Linked DNA regions of Sus scrofa: regions 1, 3, 4 and 5 are each linked to region 2. Evidence: chromatin contacts called from public HiChIP or PLAC-seq data. All regions are on one chromosome and are shown on one strand. The core of a region is the stretch at or near the end of the contact, and the rest is flanking DNA. Distances in the headings are between cores, read along the strand shown.

The links. HiChIP or PLAC-seq counts read pairs in DNA pulled down with a chosen protein or histone mark.
Region 1: an H3K27ac HiChIP or PLAC-seq map of skeletal muscle shows a contact between it and region 2, with 3 times the contacts expected there. The contact joins two enhancer-like sites.
Region 3: an H3K27ac HiChIP or PLAC-seq map of skeletal muscle shows a contact between it and region 2. The contact joins two enhancer-like sites. A contact is called at or near these places in 4 of 47 Hi-C or Micro-C datasets (embryonic fibroblasts, heart right ventricle and skeletal muscle) and 1 of 2 datasets of contacts at active chromatin or transcription factors (skeletal muscle).
Region 4: an H3K27ac HiChIP or PLAC-seq map of skeletal muscle shows a contact between it and region 2. The contact joins two enhancer-like sites. A contact is called at or near these places in 1 of 47 Hi-C or Micro-C datasets (liver) and 1 of 2 datasets of contacts at active chromatin or transcription factors (skeletal muscle).
Region 5: a contact with region 2 is called in an H3K27ac HiChIP or PLAC-seq map of skeletal muscle, with 5 times the contacts expected there. The contact joins two enhancer-like sites. A contact is called at or near these places in 3 of 47 Hi-C or Micro-C datasets (embryonic fibroblasts, fibroblasts and heart right ventricle) and 1 of 2 datasets of contacts at active chromatin or transcription factors (skeletal muscle).

What each region holds. Positions count from the first base shown.
Region 1 is chr1:4,538,354-4,541,053 of Sscrofa11.1, forward strand. No RefSeq gene overlaps it. Among named protein-coding and RNA genes, the nearest start is that of QKI, 340 kb to the right of the region's middle. Within about 2 kb of position 1,313, at least 8 of the 83 cell types and tissues checked have an H3K27ac peak or open chromatin away from gene starts, as enhancers often do. A contact at or near this core is called in skeletal muscle, where this site is marked.
Region 2 is chr1:4,246,063-4,248,762 of Sscrofa11.1, forward strand. No RefSeq gene overlaps it. Among named protein-coding and RNA genes, the nearest start is that of QKI, 640 kb to the right of the region's middle. Within about 2 kb of position 1,424, at least 38 of the 83 cell types and tissues checked have an H3K27ac peak or open chromatin away from gene starts, as enhancers often do. A contact at or near this core is called in skeletal muscle, where this site is marked.
Region 3 is chr1:4,598,493-4,601,192 of Sscrofa11.1, forward strand. No RefSeq gene overlaps it. Among named protein-coding and RNA genes, the nearest start is that of QKI, 280 kb to the right of the region's middle. Within about 2 kb of position 1,334, at least 24 of the 83 cell types and tissues checked have an H3K27ac peak or open chromatin away from gene starts, as enhancers often do. A contact at or near this core is called in skeletal muscle, where this site is marked.
Region 4 is chr1:4,573,145-4,575,844 of Sscrofa11.1, forward strand. No RefSeq gene overlaps it. Among named protein-coding and RNA genes, the nearest start is that of QKI, 310 kb to the right of the region's middle. Within about 2 kb of position 1,352, at least 11 of the 83 cell types and tissues checked have an H3K27ac peak or open chromatin away from gene starts, as enhancers often do. A contact at or near this core is called in skeletal muscle, where this site is marked.
Region 5 is chr1:4,744,240-4,746,939 of Sscrofa11.1, forward strand. QKI (QKI, KH domain containing RNA binding) reads right to left here. Exons shown (of 8, transcript NM_001007195.1): 6 at 1,069-1,368. Among named protein-coding and RNA genes, the nearest start is that of QKI, 140 kb to the right of the region's middle. Within about 2 kb of position 1,297, at least 5 of the 83 cell types and tissues checked have an H3K27ac peak or open chromatin away from gene starts, as enhancers often do. A contact at or near this core is called in skeletal muscle, where this site is marked.

The DNA.
Region 1 (2,700 bases), core at 63-2,562, 290 kb after region 2:
CTGGACCAGAACGCTAACTGATCAGCAATGGCACCGGCTTCAGAGTTGCTTAGAGAATGTTATGAAAAGAACGTTGACAACTGCTTGTGCCATTGTGTACTCATTCGGAGCTCTCAAAGCTACTGTTTGGATTCCTAGGATCCCTGAATTCTAAATGCACCTTTGCTATAAATTCCTGCAAATAGCTTGAATGACTTTTGCTAGGCATGTCTATACTTATAGCAGTGGCCATACTACATTAAAACATACTGCAAAATATACTGAAATGTTGAAAAAATAAAAAAGTACTTCTTTATGGATCTATCATCTACTCTGTGGTTCACAAATTTAGTATCAATAAAGAAAGATTGTCAGCTGTCCAGAAACTCACGTGTGGTTAACCATCCCCTAGTCCAGTGAGCTTCCCGTAGGATCGTCGTCCATGCCTCGGAGGAGTTAAACATGGTAGAAATTCAGTGGTGCACAGATACACCCCCTACCCTGTGCGAAACTGTATGATGTGTTCCAAGAATGAGCCCCAACGTCACGTATATTTATGCCATGGATAAACAGGGACTGAATTTTGATAATTTGGCCCCGTGTCCCTGCAAATTGCTCCTTCTTTGTCATTCATAATGTCACAGCTGTTCTTGTCAGAAAGAGGACAAAGAACAGAAAGACAACCATTTACTCTTCGTTTCTTGCTCTTCCTTTTAAAAAAGGAAAGAAGAAAAGGGGCCTGTTTCTTTTTGTAAGTTTGTTCAGGTGCTCTTGGCCGTGACATGATACGCTCTCATGTCAGCCTGGTCCTTGACAGCACACGGCCATACAGAATGACCTAAAGCAAAGGTCCACCCCCTCATCCTTTAATGGAGATGATCTGGACGCTACCCACCTCGAAGTGACGCACCTGACGCAGGCTGGTCAAGTGACTTTTTACAATTCTGCCAGCTTGAGCTAAACAGGGTCAAGCAGAGTAGATCTTGGGCTGTTATTGGCTGTATGTGAGCAAGCCCGGGAGTCTGAAATGCTCTTGCTTTTCCCAACCTTTCCGGATCTGCACTTTGGAGCAAGATTTCATCTTTGCTTCCCCCTCCCCCACAAGCTTCACCTTGCTCCCTCCGAGCGCCTGTTCTGTCCCTGCTTCCTCAAGGAACCACTGCTGATGAGAGAGACTTCAGAACCCCTTGAACAACTAAACAATCTCATCCCACCCTTCCTGAAGCCAAGAAGGATGTTTGCGAAAACCCAAACAGTCTGGGGAGGTGTCAGGAAGCGAACCAAGGAAGGCATGCTGTTTACAGGCCAGAAATATTGCAGAGATTTTATTCTGGTTTGGTTGTTTGGATTGAAAAGGGAATTCAGCCCCTCCCAGGGAAACGCTGACAGTTACAGGCTATCATTCAGAGAGACTCCCTTCGTCATGTCTGGCCGCAAGCCTCAGGGGGCTCCAGAGAGGAGACAAATGATGAAAGGGTGGCAGAAATAATTGCTTACCTAGTATAGGGTAAAAGAGAAAGAAGGGAAATTTTAGAATAGACTCCACAAACTCTCTCACATATTGGGACTTGCCAAATGCTTGGCCTACTCAGATACTGGAGACTTACTTATTTTGGAAATGTTATAAAGCTTTCCTTGCCAGAAAACAAGGAAATATGCTATTGAAAACAATGCGGGCAGCATTTGGCAGCGTATGAGAGACAGAGAAGCCCAAGAAATAGTCCAAGAACACTGAAGCTTTCTTGATTAAAGAGTGGATGACAGAGTTATATTCACTTTGTGGGATAAAATAGAGAAGTACCTTATGGAGATGAGACACTGGATTTTAGACATTTTAGAGCTAAATGAGGCCTCAAACATCATCTAGGAGAACTCTCAGGTGTTCCATGTTCATTATGCAGTGAAAATAGATCATCCCATTTAAACAATCCAATACTCCAAGGGTTAGGTTAAGTGCAGCTGAGGGACTCAGAAGTCAAGAGGAAAGATCCTTGTTTCCTGTGCACAGACAGCAACGAATGCTGCAGGGGGAGATCTGTCAGGTGTCGGGGGAAAAGGAGGAGGAAGATGGGGCCATAGAATCACAGAGTTGGGGAATTAACCAGGATAAATTTTACGAAGGGTCACTGAAGATGAGCATTGAGTTTAGGGTCCTTTATTTCTACTAAAGTTACTTATTATGAAATCATTACAGAGAGGTTTCAAAAAAACTTTAACATCTCCACGACTGTACCTACCTGCCTACTGTCTTCAAAGGAAAGACTTTGTCTATCAGAACCAAAGATGACTTTCAGCATTATTAAGAATTCAGTCTGAAGAAATCATTATCTTGGAGTTCCCGTTACGGCTCAGTGGGTTAAGAACCCGACTAGTAACCATGAGAACATGGGTTCGATCCCTGGCCTTGCTCTAGTGGGTGAAGGATCCAGCATTGCTGTGAGTTGTGGCATAGGTCGTGGATGCGGCTCGGGTCTGTCGTTGCAATCATCATCTTAAGTGTAACACACAAGTGTGCCTTCCAGGGTCCAAGGCATGTGGTCACCTGTGCCCAGACGTGGGGTCGCCCATGCCTTCCGCTTCACAGGAGAGCTGATGCTCCCCTTATAGTCCTACTTCAAGTCACGTGCTCCAGCCACCCTTCACCCCAGCCATCTTCCCCACGTTACCAGAGCCTGCTTGACCCTTAAAATTGAAGATCTTCCCAGGAACGTGAGATTGTCA
Region 2 (2,700 bases), core at 174-2,673:
GACCTTGGAAGCTGATTATGAGGATTCAGTAAACTGGGGCCATGCTGGTGTGAGGTTCACTGGTTCAGAGACACTCCTTGTCGCCGATGCATCCACCAAGAAAGAAGAAGGTACATAGTCAGTCTCTACCCACGAGATCGTAATCACCTTTGGGAGATGATCATTGTTTGCAGAAAGACACAAGGCGCAGATTAGCATGAACTGCAAGCGCAGTGGATGTGAGAAGAGGAAGCACCTGCCAGGGCAGAGGCAGCAAGAGCTTCTGGTGAAGATGGGCAGAGGTGGGCGGGGAGAGGACGACCTGGACCTGCGAGGGGACCCTGATGCCGCCCACGGAAGCCAAACAGGAGGCACAGAGGAGGGAAAACTCAGGGCCTCCATGGTCGTTGGCGGGAGTGGTGTGGAGGGCCTTACACCAAAGGGTTTAGCAAAGCGGAGTAAGAAGGCACCTAAGAGAGGCAGGAATGGGAACTTCACAAAAGAGTCAGCCTTGGAACGGTCTCCAGAAGGCAACAAGGAAACAAAGCAAAAAGCTTTAAAGAACATTTCGTTTAATTTTGAGACAGATAAAAAGAAAAAAATAATAAGGATGAGAGGATAGAATCCCGAAGGCAAAAAGACCATTAAAGAGATATTTCAAATGTTCTGGTTTGAGAGAGTGAACGTGGACTGATAGGGGCTTCGGTACAAGGATGATAAAGATGGTGATAAAACATTTCCACCTTCTCTCCCTCTCCCATGCTCATCTTCAAACTAACGGCTAATACTTTTCACTCTAGGGGTTAGACGAAAACACAAAATTTGAGAAAACGTCAATGTTAGGAAAAAAATAGGAAAAGAAAAAAAGTCGGCTTAGAGCTCTTCCAACCACAAGAGGGCGCTCCCGGACCCAGGAGCAGAGCTGGGGGGGACTGAGCCCGGATCATTAACGGAACTAGCGGGAGGGCTGCCCAGAAGTCCGGTCTGAAAGGGGTTACCTGGGCAGTTACAACGTGGAGACAGCCTCTGGCCTTTACCTGTGCCCTGTGACATCCACATGATCAATCCTAAGACCCGGAAAGGCACTGAAGGCTTACAAACTTAAGTACTCCCACTCTCGGTAGCAAGTCAGGATTCAGCCTCTCCAGTAAGTGGCGGATGCCCCGCAGGCAAAGCAGGAATGTCCTGATGGATCCCCAAGATTGCAGCATAGGATGCTTTCCTCCTGGGAGCTCCACTCAGCAAGGGGATTCCGCCCTACGGCAGCTGGTGACACAGGTCCGGCCCGACCTCCATTGCCCGACGTGCCCAACCAACTGGGAGAGCGCCAGGGTGCCCAAGATAAAAATAGGATGTTGCCGTGGAGCGCTGGACAGGCTGGCAGATGACACAGGGCCTTGGGAGAGCCTGGAGCCCTGCCCAGAGGCCGTCCTCGCCCTCTGCCGGCCTCGACAAGGGGAGGGGAGTTGGAGCTTCACAGGGAGTCCTGCCAGGAAAGGGCCGCGAGGCAGGGGAAGGGTGGGGAAATCATTTTCCTGTGAGTCAAAGGACAACAGCTGTCACCACGGAGGGAGAAGAGGTGGAACACTGGGTCCAAGCCTTCTCTGGAGCAGTGGCAGCTGAGTCAAAACAAGCAGTCAGAAACATGAGGCCCTTAAAAATACAGTAATTCATGCTACATCAAAGCAGTGATTAGCACAGCTTCCTGGCTGTCTCTCTGTTTATTTATGGTACATTACACATTTTAATGCTATTTTCATAAGGTATTTCAGCTGCCACGGTGCCATATTTGGGAGACAAAAGTGCCTAAGAAGTGCTGCAATTATCGGGCACCCACCCCCAGCCATCCATGAGTCTGGTGTCAACCACAATGACCACTACTTCCCCAAAGGAGAAACAGAAGAGAGAGTGTCCCCATGCAGCCTGCAGGAAGACAGGATGGAAGAGGACGCGGGAGCTGGGAAGAGGGGAGGGCACAAAGGCCAAGTTCATCTTGATTCGTCTCTTGTGGGGAAAGAGGTCAACTTTGAAGTCTTCCTTGAGATACTTCTTTTATTAGGTCATAGGACCCAGTCATCTGTTGGGGATTGCTCACCCAACTCTGGAAGCCAACAGCCCTCTCCGCAAACCAGCTTTATTTTAAATACACTTGAGTTCATGCCAGTGTCCGGGTGGGAGCTGGGAAAAGTGAAAAGCTGCTGGAAATTTCCTCACTCCTCCCCGTGACTTTCTTTCTTTTAAAGAAGGGTGGGGCGAGCATGAGTCCACTTAGGGAACAGCTCCATTCACCTCATATCAAATAGACAAGAGGCATCCCTCCCGCAGGTAAATTTAATAACCGTTTCCTCCAAGTCTGACTTCTCCTTACGATCAACCCCCGAAAAATGCAAGTCGGTGAATGTGTGCCATGGAATATGTCATCTCGGTGTTCAGAGATAAAGCGGGGGGGACAAATAAGAGAAGGTCAGGACAGCGAAGGAAAAAGACTCAGCCCTCACTGGCCCTGGGTCGGGTAACTCAGGAGAGCCGACGGGCGCCTGAGCTGAACCTTCACAACCCACCACGTGGATGCCCAAGAGGCTGCTTTCCGACGGATGAAGGTTCAATGTCATGTCAAGACAGCACTGCATTCATTGTCGAAGTTTCTATTGAAAACTGATTCCTTTGCCGATGTTGTTAATGTTTATGAAATGCTGGAGACGGGCGAGCTTCCAAAAGCAA
Region 3 (2,700 bases), core at 84-2,583, 350 kb after region 2:
CTAGGCGGAGGATCCAACCCACGCCTCCTTGGCAGTGACCCCAGCTGCTGCAGCCAGGTTCTTAACGTACTAGGCTACAGTGGGAACTCCCAAGGAGGATAAGCCACACTGAGGACTAACCCCCAGGACCTGCGCCCCAGACCAGAGGCCAGGCTCAGGAGCTAGGCCTCCCTCCCTCCGGAGACCTGCCAACACCCAGGCCTGCAGATGATGAGCTAGGGAAAATGATGGAATCTTGTTCCCATGAGCGTGTTCTCCAGCTGATGGCTCAATCCTGTCCCCAAACCCAGCGTGGCCACGTGTGGCCACGACAGAACAGCCCACAGCCAGAAGATCAGAAAAATGCTGTATTTTTCCCTATCCAAAATCTGATTTTTTTAAGACCAAATCAGCTGTAAGCCAGGAAAGAAAGATCATGCAAGAGGTCAGTGGCTGAAAACTACCCATACAAGCCCTCTCTGTCCTCCTGAAATAAAGGCCAGGAAGACTTTCTCTCTCCTGCCCCGGGCCTCTCCCTCCCTTTAGATGTAAATTTTCCACGACTGCCCTATTGCACGGGTGTCTCTGCGTTGGTGGGTCTCCTCCGCCAGAAACAGATTCCTGCGAACAAAGAGTCTGATTCATTTTCATTTGCTCCACAAAATTTGAGCCTCTGCACATAGTAGGCGCCCAAAGAGCTACTGAATTGTACAGAAGCAAACCAGATTGAACCGAATCGGAGCCTTGTCTAACCCTCTCTGGGAGCCCCCGAGACGCTGACACAAAGTCGGGGGTCGCCCTTTCCAACAAGGTGGCACAGTGCAGGGGCAGGAGCCCTCGGGTTTGATAACACCCTCCAAGCAGCTGCAAAGAGCAGAGGAGGCAGCGTCCCTGCCTCCCAGCTGTAGGTCGGCTGGAGTTGCCAAGCAGGATGTGGGCACACGGAGCAGCTGTGTTTCGGACACTCTGCGGCAGACGTACAATTTTCCCCGCAGCCCTGCCACAGAATTCCTTTCATTTCCAAACTCGTGATGTACATTAAAGGGTGGCCAAAGAGAACTTTGAAATCTGGCCTTCATCATTGCGGTCTTGTGCCAGTTCTTCCAAACCCTTTTTTTGTTGTTGTTGTTGTTACTTCTGAGCATCACTTTGCTGCCAGAAAAAGGATGTTTGCTTCAGAAATACTACAAAACTCAGAACTGGCAAGTGCAAATGGCTCTAAATTTAGGAAATATTATTCACCCAACCCATGTGCAAATAATATTTCTCTTCCCACCCTTCCAAGGCCTGCCTTGGCCCAGAAGTCAGAGTTTAGCGGAACCTCGGTCCCCCAAGCCTGTCCTGGGGCATGGGGTTGGGGGGCTGTGGGGGAGGGAGACAGGTGCTGCGCGCAGGCGCACTGCGCATGCGGCAGGGCCGCCCGGTCCCCAGCAGTGAACTGTGGCGGTGCCCCCCTCTTTTGGCAAAAGCAGAGCTGCGGTGGGTGGAGAAGAGGAAAACATCTGCCTTCCTCATCTGGCGTTCAACGTACGGCTTCCCTGAAGGACTCGGAGGGGAGAACAGAGCGTTCTAACTGGCTGGACACTCCTGCGTGGGCGGGCGGTGTGGAAAGCTCGTTTGTCCTGGGGTGCAGGGCATGAAGCCCTCGGACAACCGATCAGCAGGGCCAGATCTTGCCCTTGACCTCTCCCCCCACAATCCCCAAAGGTTGTGAGCATTGCTTTCACCCTCGGTGTCAACACCGTGGCGAACGCAGCCCGAATGCGCATGCTCTGTGCGCAGCAGGTGGAAGTTTCCCAAAGGACACACAGGGCACTTGAGCGCGACTTAAGTAATGCCAGGAAGGAAAGAACCAGGGGGTCTTGGGCTTTGTGTGCCTTATGTCGATCATGACTTTGAAGCCTGAAGGCGTCTTGTTTCCTCCATCACATGCTGCTCCCCCGTTTCAGATGACAGTTCATCTCATTTTGGTTCCTCTGACCATTACTCATTTTGGCCGTCCTTCCAGATGCTCCGAGAGCCGCTCCAAGGTCATCCATCGCCAGGATGCTAGGGGCTGGTGTTACAAGGGGCTCTGATCCGCAGGTTAAGGCACAGGCAGAAAGTTCCGCGTGAAGTTAGTCCAACGTTGGCAAGTAGCCAAGATGGGGGGAGGGGCGTCGGTACAGATAAGCCAGCTTCCCCCAGCCTGCTGCCGGGAGAGACTGGGTTCACACTCGGGGCAGTTTTCCCTTCAAGGAGTAAGAAAGAGGACTTGCTATTCTTGAGCTGATTGAAGTTTTAGTTTAAAAAAAATTAAAAGGCTTGTATGAAAGCAGGAAATAGGACAGGAAGTCCTAGAAGTAACCAAACTAATCAGGGTAGCCCCGCCTCGGCTACAACCAAGGTCTCCTGTGGTCCAGAGGCCACCCGCCCTCCCCACCCTGAGCTGGGCGTATGCCTGTGAATCACGTGATGTAGGGAGGCACAGATTCCTGGCAGGGTCTGCGGCTGTGGGTCTGAGCACAGCCCAGGATTCTGTTTGTGTGTTTGATAATCTCCAGGTGATCTGGATACACAGCCAGATTTAGACTTATCTCCAGAACTCAGACTTGCTGATTTTCTTCCCATATCTATGAAATGCAAATGTTGGGTTTTGTTATTAAAAAAAAAAAAGGATTGAAAATCGATTATAAAACTCAAGGAAAATGTTCTGGGCTATTTAAATACAAGTTTTACTTG
Region 4 (2,700 bases), core at 102-2,601, 330 kb after region 2:
GATTTTGTATTTAAAATCCCCAAAGTGTCTGTTCCGTGTCCTGACATGGGAAATGGGACATGCCCGGGCTGTGTGGGGCCCTGGACAGCCTGCCCACTGCCGGGAGTCATTTCGCCTGAGGGACCAAGGAGCCACTGAAAGTGACCCTGCAACAGACCACACCCCCTTGGGACAGGGGCCCTTTGAGTCCAACCCAGGAGCTCTGCCCCCACCTGCTCCACCTTTAAGAACTCCATAGACATCTTAGGTCAAGAGAAGATCTGAGTAAACGTGGGAAAATGGTAAAGACGGCGGGATCCAAGGCAGCATGACCTTGACCCTGAAGGAGGAAGGTTCACGTACTCTCCAAGGGCCATGGGGGCACAGTGCCTGGGGCGGGGGTGGCCCTGGGAGATCTGGGCCAGGGGGGCTGCCTCCTGAACAGGAACCATCTCTCCCCCTCATTCTCACCACGGCTTTAAGACAAGGACACTGAAGTTCAAGGAAAGTGGAAGAGCTTATCCAAGGTCCCCGTTTGGCCTCCTGAAACCATAGGCTGTAGGTATTTAAGGTACCTGGAGAGCATAACCTCCTCAGTTCTGCCCAAGAGCTAAGCTGGGTGAACAGTGACGAAGGAAAGCTCACGTGTCCAGGGTTGGCCTGTTTCGAGAAGGTGATTACTGCGGGCACTTACGCATCGAATGGACAACTCTGAGCCTCAGCTACGCGTGAGGGCCGAGGCTAAGAGCTGGAGACTGAAAAGAAGGCAATTCTTGCGTCAAAGAGCCTGCACTGTGACTGGGGAAGAGAAGTATCACAAAATATAACCCGGGGCCACGTGGACGCCCCCCACACCTGGCTCGTGTGATCAGCCTTCTCTCCACCTCAACAGGCAGTGGGGTCCCTGTGTGGTCGGGGGACCACAAAGTGCTGTCCTAGCATCTGAGGGGTCCAGATGGTGGGAAATTTGGCCTGAAAGGCAAAGTATGATTCTCGGAAGAGACTTGAACAGAATCCTTCCTGCGTCTGGACTATTACAGCTTGTAAGCACGCTTGTCCATCCCCCTTAATTCTTGCTTAAAACTGCAATCTTTGGCCTGTTACCACTGATTTCAAGCCCAGTTACCACGTGAATTTGTTTTCCAGGACAATCGAGCCTGGGGGAGGCCAGGGTCAGGGAGAACAGACCAGGCCTTGATTCCCGCTTCGGAATCACCGAAAAGAAACTTAAACCGAGGCAGGATGGCCGGCCCCTCCCGGATCACCAAGAGGTTAGAAGGAAATTCTTCTTCAAGGTCAGGGCCTCAGGGCTGGCTGCTCTCCTGAAGGGCCTTCTGGACAAAAGGGCAGGAGGGTGCGGCTCACCATGGGAACCTGGGAGGCGGGCCTGGGCCGTGCCCTGGATTGTTCTAGATCATCTCCCAGTCCCGCCTTGCTCTGTCCACACCAACCCCGGCCACGCTGCGTGTGCCGGTTTCTGAGGAAGTGAGGCTGCTTTTAGGACCCTGTCCTGGTGAGATGCGTGCCTATCATGGACACTGCTTCACGAGCCGCTGTTCTCAGCTGGGCTTTCACCTGACTGTATCTCCCGAAAATGGTCCTTGGGTGCCCAGCCCAGGGGTGTCTGCCTTTCCTCTCCCAGCAGACATGCCCCAGCGAGAGGAAAGCCCAGCTCCCTCCACCCTGAGCAGATTCTGGGACCCCAGGCCTCCTCGCATCTTCCCTTCTCCCTCATCCAGCCCAGGGCCTGATCCAAGGCTGTCTGGAATGTCACCCCCTCACCTCCGGGCATCCCCGTCCTTCCCAAGTCATGAGCCCTGACATCAGCAGCGAATGTGGACGGGGACACAAGAGGCCACTGGTCCATCACTGGGCAGCTGTGAACACCCAGTCTGCAGGGACTGCCAGGGGGCAGGTCTGCCCTTTGCTCGGGGTTTGCGATGCCACCTTCTTCAGTGGCACATTGAGGCAAACTCACCGGTGCCTTGGAAAGACTGTGTCTGGGGGAGCCCATGGAAATGTAATAAACCCATCAAAAGGAGGGCCCACAGCCTCCCTCCACTCCTGGCTCGAGCAGCTGAGGGCTCTGTCATTGGCCCTGCCCTGGACCAATCAGAGGGGCTTACCTGTGATGTACTGAAAGCAGCATGTGGACCTGCCCACCTGTCTGGAGACAAGAAGCCCCCATGAAAAGACAGCCGTGCTAACGTCCCCTCATGTACCACAGCCTCTGTCACCTCCGCTGACGTCACTGAGCTGATTCCACAGGAATTGGTGATGAGAGGAACTCGCCATCAATGTCCTCTCTTGAGGGAGTTCCTGTCGTGGCCCAGTGGAGACAAGTCCGACTAGGAACCATGAGGTTGCTAGTTCAATCCCTGGCCTCACTAGGTGGGTTGAGGATCCGGCTTTGCTGTGAGCTATGGGGTAGGTCTCAGGCATGGCTCAGATCTGGCATTGCTGTGGCTGTGGCGTAGGCCTGCAGCTACAGCTCCGATTCGACCCCTAGCCTGGGAACCTCTGTATGCCTCGGGTATGGCCCTAGAAAGATAAAAGACAAAAAAAAATTAAAAAATCTTCTCTTGAAATGGCCTTTAGTCCTTTCTGGGAAAAAGAAGCACAGGAGATAAAAGAAAGAACATTTCCAATCTGTGCTACTTTATATTTTTTTCTCTCTCTCTCTTTTTTAGGGCCACACTCACAGCATATGGAAGTTCCCAG
Region 5 (2,700 bases), core at 47-2,546, 500 kb after region 2:
CACACACACAGATAACATACAGAGCATTGTGGCTTTCTTTAATTGAACAACGAATTTTCAAGTTTAAATCTTAGTGTCCGGGTTCATTAAAGACTTTCAAATTTTTATAAATCAGTATTAATGCTGGAAAAAAAAACCTTGAAAGATCGAAGTCCTAAAAGTCAACAGCATGCACGCAGCACCAAGGTCATACACAATTCAAGAAAAAAGAATTCAAATTTTGTCTGGTAAAACAAGGGCAGCCCGGGAACAGTCTGTCCCACATGGACGGGTCGCGTTAGCACAGCTGCTGTACTCTAGTCCTTCATCCAGCAAGTCAATGGGCTGAAATATCAGGCATGACTGGCATTTCAATCCACTCTATAAAAAAAAGGCATCAGTAATGTCTTTTTCAAGCACACCACTTTTTGTTCATGTAAAACCGAGCGTTTATAGTATGATCTTAATTTTTGCCTCAAATGTGTACTTATCAATTCCATACTGCATTATTAAAATTAAGATGATCTCTTACGTTTAATATTAACAAGGACTTCAAAAGAGAAAAACTGAAAAAAACATGAAGAACGCAACTATTCACCTGATCCCTTTCATATTTAAAGTGATCACAAATATAAGAAAACCACACATAGTAATATCAGTTTTAAAAAGATCTTAAAGCACTTTCACAAAGAAATTTAAAATTTAGCCAACAATTAAATACGTCTCTGAGCCAAAGGAACCTAAAAACTCTGGGTGCTGAAGCTGATGATGGGGATAGGCTGAGGTAGGATCTAAAACTCAGAACAACCCGAGTGATGTCAAATATGAAACGTACTCTCTGTTTAAAATGTTTAGTAAATTTAACCCATCCCAGTGAATTTCAGTTACCAAAGTCAATCTAAATAAATCTAAGGTACAATTATTTTAAGGGAGAACTCTTACAAAGAGGCTGAAATAAAATAAAATTTGGTTTACAGTTTTTCCCAATGGAAACTTGTCTTGCCTCTCTGAAATGGATGCAATCGTTTCAAGTCTGGGGCAGCAAAAGTCATGAAGAAAAATGTTCACCACATACGGAGAAGAACTTACCTAATACACCGCTAGGTTCAATAGGGTACTCAAGGATTGATGTAGCTGGTGCCAACGTGTAGGGGTATTCATAGGGTGTGTAGATTAAACCAGCTTCGGGCCCTGGAGGAACTATTGCAGCAGTTGGGTGAGGAGTTCCGTTTGGCATGACAGCGGTCTGTATCTGTCTGATCAAAGGCATTATGGTAGGGCCAGCTGGCGTAGGAGTGCGCAGGGCAGCTGGTGGGAGAACAGGCGCAGGCCCAGTAATAATCCTTGGAGCAGCCTGGGCTGTTGCTGCAAGAGAAAAGGCAAGGGCTGCTACAGTAAGCAAAGAAATTTAGAAGGAAGTACAGAGATAGCAGTGTAAAATATGAAAAATGAGAGGGAAGTAGGAAAAAGAAAAGAAAAAGCAGAAAAGAAGAAAAATAAAAGGAAATCATTAGTACATGCACTGATCACACAAAAATGCCAAAGCATACCAATCAAATGCAAACAGCTTCCCCTTTCCCAATGTGATTAAGAATAAATGTGCAAAAATTAAAAAGCCACTGGGGGAAAAAAAGAATGAGACCATTAAAACAGGTTATATTTAATTCATGTATTTGATATATCTATGCTTTTAAGATCTCATGAGACTAAAGGTGCATGCAGAAGCACAAGAAAACACCTGCATTAAAAGATGTTAAAAAATACTTTGTAATTGGAGTCCACAGAAATACAGTTTTTTGATACATTTCTAAAGGGTAGCTTCAGTTTCAAATTAAGGAAAGAATAAATTTCATTGTATCAAGTTAGTCAAGTAACCAACAGTTACTAATTTCCTGTATCTGTAGGAAGTCCCTTCACAGGAAAAAATACAAAAATGCTGCACTCCCAAACACATGATTGTTAATGATATACTCATTTTTGTGAGTAAATTAATGACAACCATTTGCAAAAGTGACCTCTTCTAAACCCACTAGGTTGCCTACATTTTGTAGAGTTGGCTATGCCTTTAAAATTCTATTTCTTAAAAAAAAAAAAAAAAAAAATTAAATGCTATCATACTCATATGAATGCTATGTAAAACTTAGATTGCCTCAAAATATAAATTTCACATTATTTCATTAAATATAGAAAAAGCAATCCTCATAGTTTATGAAAGCATGCAAAATACATATAAAGGGGAAAACAGGATTAAAATAGTATCTAAGATACTGCTCTCTGTGAACTCACATATGAAATCAATAGAGAAAAAAATTACTAGAGGGAAAAACATGCAAGCAAAGTGAAAGAACAGAATTCAACAGAAGAATCACTGCATTCAGATAACATTCCAAAATAGCTTTTATTCAAAAATTGTTTTCAAAAAACTTCTGTCCTTTGCATAAATGAAATAAGTTGGAAGTCTTAAATCTGTAGTTAACAGTAAAATTTTATGAAACTCTTCAATTTAGAAGTTGAAATTTCATCAAAAGAATAAAAGTTTATAAACTTAAAACTTAAGCATGCTGGCATAAAACAGAGAGTCCTCAATTCTTGAAAGCAGTAAAAATGGGACAGTTAGCCACATATCAAATAACAATTAATTCAACTCTTCACTTTTAACTGTTCATGTATTGTCCTGCCAATAAAGAGATAGGTATGTGGACAAAACAGCTGAGACGGTGT